Regions from separate parts of the Mus musculus genome. Here region 1 is linked to region 2. The links are chromatin contacts, called in public Hi-C maps. All regions are on one chromosome and are shown on one strand. The core of a region is the stretch at or near the end of the contact, and the rest is flanking DNA. Distances in the headings are between cores, read along the strand shown.

The links. A called contact is a pair of places that touch in the nucleus more often than the background predicts.
Region 1: a Hi-C map of rod photoreceptor shows a contact between it and region 2, with 2.3 times the contacts expected there. The contact joins the enhancer-like site here to the promoter of A930003O13Rik in region 2. A contact is called at or near these places in 6 of 39 promoter capture datasets (the HPC-7 cell line, cranial neural crest, embryonic stem cells and 1 more), 7 of 484 Hi-C or Micro-C datasets (embryonic stem cells, frontal cortex, rod photoreceptor and 1 more), 3 of 115 datasets of contacts at active chromatin or transcription factors (embryonic forebrain and embryonic stem cells) and 1 of 9 other capture datasets (adipose tissue).

What each region holds. Positions count from the first base shown.
Region 1 is chr5:22,857,698-22,861,729 of GRCm38.p6, forward strand. All of the region lies in intron 1 of Lhfpl3 (lipoma HMGIC fusion partner-like 3), which reads left to right. Among named protein-coding and RNA genes, the nearest start is that of A930003O13Rik, 110 kb to the left of the region's middle. Within about 2 kb of position 1,449, at least 3 of the 459 cell types and tissues checked have an H3K27ac peak or open chromatin away from gene starts, as enhancers often do. A contact at or near this core is called in rod photoreceptor, where this site is marked.
Region 2 is chr5:22,744,992-22,749,038 of GRCm38.p6, forward strand. A930003O13Rik (RIKEN cDNA A930003O13 gene) reads right to left here and starts at 1,893. Exons shown (of 3, transcript NR_027362.1): 1 at 594-1,893. Lhfpl3 (lipoma HMGIC fusion partner-like 3) reads left to right here and starts at 1,063. Exons shown (of 3, transcript NM_029990.2): 1 at 1,063-1,634. The coding sequence starts at 1,202.

The DNA.
Region 1 (4,032 bases), core at 199-2,698, 110 kb after region 2:
ACGATGCTTCCAGATCCTGCAGAGTTGTGCGTGTTCTCTCTGTCTGTATGGACCTTCTGAGCAGGAAGTCTTCATCATAATCCATCTAGGTTATAACCACTGTTAGAAACTTAACACACACACACACACACACACACACACGCATGCATGCACACGCACACACGCACACACATGCATGCACACACGCACGTGCACACTCACACAAAAAGAACAGACTCCATCACCTAATGTCAGTCCCAAGACAATATGCCCACTCTGACTAATTCAGTGAATTCTTTAAGTGAATTTTTAGAAGATCAGAAAACACTACAATGGCAGGCACAATATTAAAGCCTGTGACTAATTCAGTTTTGATCTTGACTGAAGCCTTTATCCAGTTTTGCACCGCTTTTTTCTACCCTATTATATGACCAAAGAGAAGACTATTTATCGGAAGAAATGGGTGCTATCTCTGAAAGTTGTGATAAGTTACATTATTCCTATTTAAAACGAAAAAGTTATAACTATTCTTTGTCAGTGTCATGAGAGGGGCTTAAAACACTTTACTTGTTGGTCAACTAAAACACGTGAGGATGCCAAATGCTGTCCCCAGAGAACCAGAGAGATTCCTTGTAGGTTGGTGCTGCCAGTGGTCTTCACCTCTGCTGACATCCCTTAGGGGTTTGTTTGCTTGTCTGCTTTGAGCTGTATTAAGCTCTTAATAGTGTTTAGCAGAAGTGGCTACTTCTTATTCTGAGACAGGTATTACACCAACGGCAGATGTTCCTTACATTTTGACCTCTGTGTTCCCCAAAGAGATTCTTTCCCAAGCTTCCCATATTAGACATTTAACTATTTGAATTATCTATTAAAATATTATTTTATATATTGTGAATCTCTGTATCCATTGATTTAACTATATATAAAAAACTATTTATCTGAAAGCAAATGACCAGGATTTATATATATTTTTTTTACTGGTTAGTTTTTGTCAAAGTGATACAGACTAGCGTCTTTGGAAAGAGGGACCTTCGGTTGAGGAACTGTCCCCATCAGAACTGGCCTGGTGGGCATGGCTATGGGGCATTTTATTTATTGATGTAGAAGGACACAGTCTGCTGTGAGCTGTGCCATTTCTAGGCAGACGTTTCTGGACTGTATGAGAAATAGAAGAATTAAGCCAGCGAGTAATGCTCCTCCAGAGTGTCTGGTCTCTGCTTCAGTTCCTGTCTGCATGTTCACCTAGGCTTCTCTTTATGATAGACTATAACCTGTAAGATATTCTATCCAAGCTATTCTATCCAAGTAGTAGTTGGTCGTGGTGTGTATTACAGCAACAGAAAGAGAAGTAGACCATGCACTGTGCTAATTTGGACTGTATACCTTAGCACACCTGACTCCATGTTAGAGGAACAAGGCACCATTCTGAACTAAGAGCCCAGCTCATAGACCATCACACCTGCCAAACGAGAATTAAGACCTAATCTGTCCTAGTTCCTAGTTCTGGGAAGGCCCCTGAGTGTCCTCACTTTGCTGTGTAGCATCTGTAGCTCTGTTTACTGCTAACAGTTCTTGCTAATTGATGTGTGTCCACAGGATATGATTTTTGCACATATAAAGAACAGTAAGTTACATGATTTGGGCAACTTTCTTGTGTAGCTTGCTGGCCAGCAAATAAACACTTTCCATTGGCTCCAAGAGTCCGTGTGTTCTCTGAAGGAGTTGCCTTTCAACAATCAAATATTGTCAACTTCCTTTCTCAGATGTTATTACTAATTTCCCTTACACAGGGAATCTATCTTTTAAGTTAAAATAAGATTTATCGTTAGTCTTCCAAATACATCTAATGAAAAAGAATATCATTTTGAACTAAATGGTTATGTGTTCAAAGCTATGCTTTCCTCTTCAAGCCATGTGAACACCTTCCATCTTCAACATCAGTAACATTAGAATCACGGGTTTAGCTGGTAGACTCTATCTTTATTTAAGGAAGACCTTTTCCTCCTTCAGTCATTCTTCTGCATATTGTTTGCCCATTCTTGTCTGCTGTGTTAGAGTTAGAAATAACCAGAGCCAAGTTTCCAGGCCTTACCCGGTAGCAGGTTCATCTCGTTCCTTGGCAGGCACAGACAGTACTTTATATGATGACTCTATAATTACCCAGTTTTGGTAAACACACATTATTTTGCCAGTGCAGAAAAAAGGCTCCTTCAGCACCATTACATTGCAGTTCATCAAGTAAATAGTCATTTAGCCATTTTCATGAAAAATGTGTGTTATTTTGTTGATAGCTTGTCAATCCACTGCATTCAGCTAATTCCCTCTACTGCTTTATAAGTATTTTTGCAGCCTCTTTTGGAAAACCATTTCTGTACTGTATAGAAACTGTTCAATGCTCTATTTCCATGTAAAACTCAGTTGGTGTGATTGTTTTTATAGATATTTCTATTATGAACAGCCTCTCAGCATTGGAGCTAGCAGGAAACAGCACACAAACTATTAAACTGAATAGCTTTGATGGAAACCAAAATGCTCGATTGTCTTTTAAAAATAGAATGAAATGATTTTATGTTTAGGTTCTGGCAATATTTTTGTTTGGTCATTTAAATGTGAAATAAGTTACTGACAAAATTATAAGACCCATTGAAAATGATGCTCTTAGTCTGTCCTCACTATCTGCAATCAGGTGTGTACACAGTACGAATGGAATTGTCTCACAAAGGTGCTCTTTGGATTAAAGCTAAGATGGTATTTCCCCACATCTTTTAGAAGGGCTAATCTCCTTCAGGATGGTATTACAATTGAGGGCATTTGCTATATATCTTCCCAGATGCAGGTGTTCAGAAGTTGACTTCTAACTCAAAGATAGAATTCCATGGAATTCCATAGAATCTTCTCTAGTGAAGAGGGCGTGCTTGTTTGTTCTTATAGTGATGGGTGAGGCAGAGATCTCTAATTAAGCAGTACATTAGGATGTAGATGGAGTCACCACCCTCTGCCATACTGTGCTGCTGGGCCTTAATGGAAACTGTCACACCCTGGAGACATGGTGTGTATAGATGAGTGTATAATCTAAGTATGTTTAATGAATCTCAGTAGGACATGGAGAAGTGGGAAATTAAAGTCCTCCTGCTTCTTATATGTGAATTGACAGTGCCTCCTAAATCATTTTGGCTGTAAGAGCTTGTCTTTGCCTATTTAAATATCTAAAGTACCTATTACCTCCTGTGTTGCTAATGCACGTGTAGTTTACTCGAGCAGAAGCCTGGGCTGGAGAATCACTTCTCCCTGAGGCTTTCCCATCATCCTTTGAGGAGGGGTTGGGGATGATTGCTCCAAACTCTACTTCCTTTCTCCAGTGTCATCTGCTAGCCTCCTGGAAGCATAGAAATGGGGGGGGGGATTTTCATCTTGTTTGACGATCAGAGATGCCAACCCCAATTCTCTTGTTTGGTGACACATGAGGAGGCCGATCCCCTATAGCATTTCAGCCAAGTTGTTTGGCTCAGACAACCTTCTGGGTTTATTTTCAGTTTTCTGTCCCCGTTTACACTGAAGTAGGCAAAAAGAAGTCAAAGAAAAAAATCCTTTCATGATAGATACTATTAGGCAACTCATTTTCTTCTCTCTCTCTCTCTCTCTCTCTCTCTCTCTCTCTCTCCTGTGTTCTTGTGAGTTTTCATGAGAACTCACTCTCAGGAATATGTCAGAATGGTAGGGAAGAGGCAGAGTTATTTTCCTTGTGGAATCTGACATTTTAAAAACATGTTATTCTTATCATTAAAAGAGCCACCCTAGGGCCTGGAGAGATGGGACAGTGGTTAAGTGTGATCTCTGCCCTGGCAGGGATCCTGAGTTTGGGTTCCAGGACTTACGCTGGGCAGCTCACAGCTGCCTATATCCTTAGCTCCAGGAGATCCAGGGCCCTCTCCTGGCCTCCATGGGTACTGCATGCACATTGCATAAACACTCAGACATGGGTATGCATATATGCACATACAAATAAAAATAAGTATTTTTTTAAATGATCTGTTCTAACTTCTGCATCATGAC
Region 2 (4,047 bases), core at 643-3,142:
ATGGAGAAAGTAAATGAGAGAAGGGGACAGTGTAAAGTACACATTAATTGTGCAAGAGATTGTTTGCAGACGATCCGGGGAAATTACACTAAAACCAATTCTCGGGTTAACTGGAGCTTTTGGTTGTGGGAGAGGTGGAAATACTTCCACTGTTAAGGCACTCATCCCATTTATCTTTATCCCTCTTTATCTTTAGCACATGCTAGCTGCCAATGAGTATTTGTGCAATAAATGAAACACCTGCCAAATTATCCGATGTTTTCAAACAAACTCTAAAATTCTGTGATAACTACTTCTGTGCATGCAGGCCCCATCTATTGCAAGCCGCGTGGGAGAGAAAAGGTTTGACTTCAAGCGAAGCTTGGGGTTTCCATTTGCCATAGTTCATTTGGTTGCATAGTGGAAAAGTGGGACGAGAAACAATAGAGGATCACCCTCCAGGCGTGACTTCTACATTATTGTGTGACAGACTTCTGCCCAACTTCTCCTGTCTCCATCTGCCAACCTGAGGTCACCTAAGAGTTAGCTTGGGGCAATTCTGTGGTTTTAACAGGGATACCTCCCCGGGAACCACATCTCTCTTCCTTTCTCACCTACACCTGCCATAAGGCTGCCTCTTTTTTTCCCTGCAGAGATGCAGAGGTCAAAGCACGTTCCTGTGCGGTGATGAAAAGCTCAGGATCAGCCTCTTGGCCAGCAGCACATCCTCCAGGATCCAGGGAGTGCCTCTAGGATTCCTCTGGGCGCGCTCTTATAACTCCACGTCTGCTTCTCTTGCTCCTGGCACTTAAGAAGCATCTCCTGGTAGCCGCGATCCTCTGTGACCTGGGGCACCAGCAGAGCCTACAGGAAAGAGGGTCAAAGGCGAGATGAAGAGTAAGGGGGCGTGAGGGCTCGCAGGCTTCAGCTGCAGCAGCTGCAGCAACGAGCAGAGGAGTGGAGGGTGCAAAGCAGGGCTGGAGCCGGGTCCAGGAGGGAGGGAAGAGGGGGGCGGGAGGCTGTGCCTGGCGAGCCGGAGGGGTGCTCCACGCTCCCCCTCCCTCCTTCCGGGAGCGAGGGTGCAGACTCTAGAACTGGTGCTGCTGGGCTGAGGCGGAGGCAGGGGAATTGCAACGCACGCCGCTCGCTCGGCGAGTGTGTCTCCTGCGCGCCGAGAGGCGGGGGGAGGCGGAGGACCGGGAGGAGGAGGAGGAGGGGGAGAATGCCCGGAGCCGCCGCCGCCGCCGCCGCGATGCTCCCGGCTCAGGAGGCTGCCAAGCTGTACCACACCAACTATGTGCGGAACTCGCGGGCCATCGGCGTGCTGTGGGCCATCTTCACCATCTGCTTTGCCATCGTCAATGTGGTGTGCTTCATCCAGCCCTACTGGATCGGCGACGGCGTGGACACCCCGCAAGCCGGCTATTTCGGGCTCTTCCACTACTGCATCGGCAACGGCTTCTCCCGGGAGCTGACCTGCAGGGGTAGCTTCACGGACTTCTCCACGCTGCCCTCGGGCGCCTTCAAAGCCGCCTCCTTCTTCATCGGCCTCTCCATGATGCTCATCATCGCCTGCATCGTTTGCTTTACCCTCTTCTTCTTCTGCAACACAGCCACCGTGTACAAGATCTGTGCTTGGATGCAGCTCACCTCCGGTGAGTGCGCGCTCACCTCCACGGAGGCAGGGGACCCCTGGGTGTCCGAGCTCCAGAGAGGCTGGAGTGGGAGGGACCGCTTCCTGAGCTCTGCCAGTCCGGGACAACTTAATCCTCTCTCAGGTTGAAGGCGTGGAAGGAGGAACCCCCAGGTTCCTCAACCTTGGCACTGGCGCCAGGTCCCCAGGCGTTTCCGAACCTCTTGGATGCTAGGGACGCCACCCATAGGGACGCCTTGGAGGCTGAGCAGTTGTTGGGCAGAGTCCGCTCAGAACTAATGATGGGGTAGTGGGGCGGAGAAGTGGCCACTTAGAGGCTGGGCTCCGTGTGTGTGTGTGTGTGTGTGTGTGTGTGTGTGTGTGTGTGTGTGTTTATGTGCGTGAGCTGGGGACTAGGGGAGTCTGGTACAAGCGGGTGAAAAGAGGATTTAGAGCAAGCCAACCTGTTCTGCCCTTCCCTGGATTATTTCCGCCTTTGCTTCAGGGTGTGTGAGTGTTGGGAGGAAGGGGGGGGGGCGTGTAAATTTGTCTTTGGCAACCATAAATATTTTATCATCCATCTGGTGATGAGTAAATCCTAATTTTGTTTAGGCACCCCTCCCTCCCCCGGTTTTCTTAAAAAGAAAAAAAAAAATGTAGCGTAGAGTGTTCCTTAGCAGTTCCTCGATGCCACACCTCCAGCGTCTCCTTGTCAGCCAAGGTCCTTCCATTTCATCTCTAAACAGGCAGAGACGTCTTGGGAGAATGGGGATTTCTCAAGACCTCATTTTGGGGAAGGGGTGTTAGGAAAGCAGGCGAGGAGAAAACTGGCTTCACTAGCACCAGTGATCTTCCCTCTGTTCAGTGTACTGTTGCCAGCTGAGGCTATGATAGGACTCCCTTCCCCACATCCGCCAGCATCAAAGTTACTTTCAATTAAGAAAGAATGTGGAGTGCCTTCTCTGGTGGCTTTGAAGAGTCCGGAAACAACACCCGTGCTTACTGCACTTCTGTTCTGTCTCCTCTCCTGCCTTCCAGTCTAAAGTCAAGGGTCCTTGTTTTTCGACACATTGATGAAGCCCTTTGGAATGGAGGGATCTTGAATGTCTCCAGCAGTTAAACATCTTTATTTATGACTTATTATTATCATCAGTATTTAAGTATCTTAGACTTAAGGGAATGTTTATTCTATAATGTTTTGAAGGCTTCTGGGAGAAGAGAGATTTCATTACTGAGCTTATCAGAATGTGTAAGATGAGGAAATGCTGAAAGATGTTGGGACAAGCTAAAGTTCCTGTTATTCTGGGATGCCGGGTCCCTTTGTGCAGCAGAGGCTGGCCTCAAACTCCTGGTGCACTCACCTCAGCCTTCTAGTGCTGGGATCTCAGGCTCTGTATCTGTATCAGGAAAGGTTCTTGTTCTTGTTAGTTTCATCGAAGAAGTGAAGCTTAGCATGGACTGAAGTGCTTGTTTGAGGTTTGTCTTGCTGCATTGCATTTGCATTTACTGTGAAAGTTTGTGTGTGAGACGCAGGGACGAGCATCCTGTCATCCTGCTGCACAGAAAGAGCTTATTTCCTGTGGTCACTCTGCCCTCCCCAGCTCGAATTTATCCCCTGCTCTGTGCCTTTTTACTCTCATTAATTTTGTTGACATTTCAGAAGCAGAATAACTGAGATGTTCGGTAGACTTCTTCATTGCGCTTCTTCATGGTACTTTCCTCTGATTTGACTTTGAAGAGAATAGGACAGGCAGGCTGCATATGTTTCAGGGAAACACTTGACCCTACACTGCTAATTTTAATTCTTCTCAGTTAAATGACCTATTTAGACTGGTGATTCGAGTTAGATTATTTCTCAAAGGTCTGAGAGTTGTTTGTGAATATTTCTCCAAAAGCACATAGTTGATTCTTTTATTTTAATGAAGATTTATATTCTAAAAATGTATTTTTTAAATAAAAATAAAGAAAACTACCTTTGGGGGAAATGATCACTTTTGAAGTAGCATAAACTTCAGATCTTACAGTGTGGCCTCTTGCTTTTCCTACAGTAGAGAACACAGAACACGATAAACTCTGGAGCAGGAACACATGCTGTCATGTACTCAGACACGAATTAAATGTTCCATTTACATTTCCATACCATTAAAATGCCCTGATAGTCTTTGTACTGCAGTGCGTATGAAGGGATTTTCTTCATCCAGAGATTTGAATAGCCTTAAATATTATGCCTTTAAAAGCCTTTGGAATTTGTTACTTTACCTCTGGTTTCAGTTATTAATCAACTATCTTAATAAAATAATCAATTATGATGAGCTGTCAATTAAGAATTATGTGAATTGTATTTATAAATTTTAAAGGAATGAGATGAGACCTAGGAGATATTTGTGAGGAATGATGCATTCAACATGGTTTTAGTTTTAGGGTTTTGTTTTGTG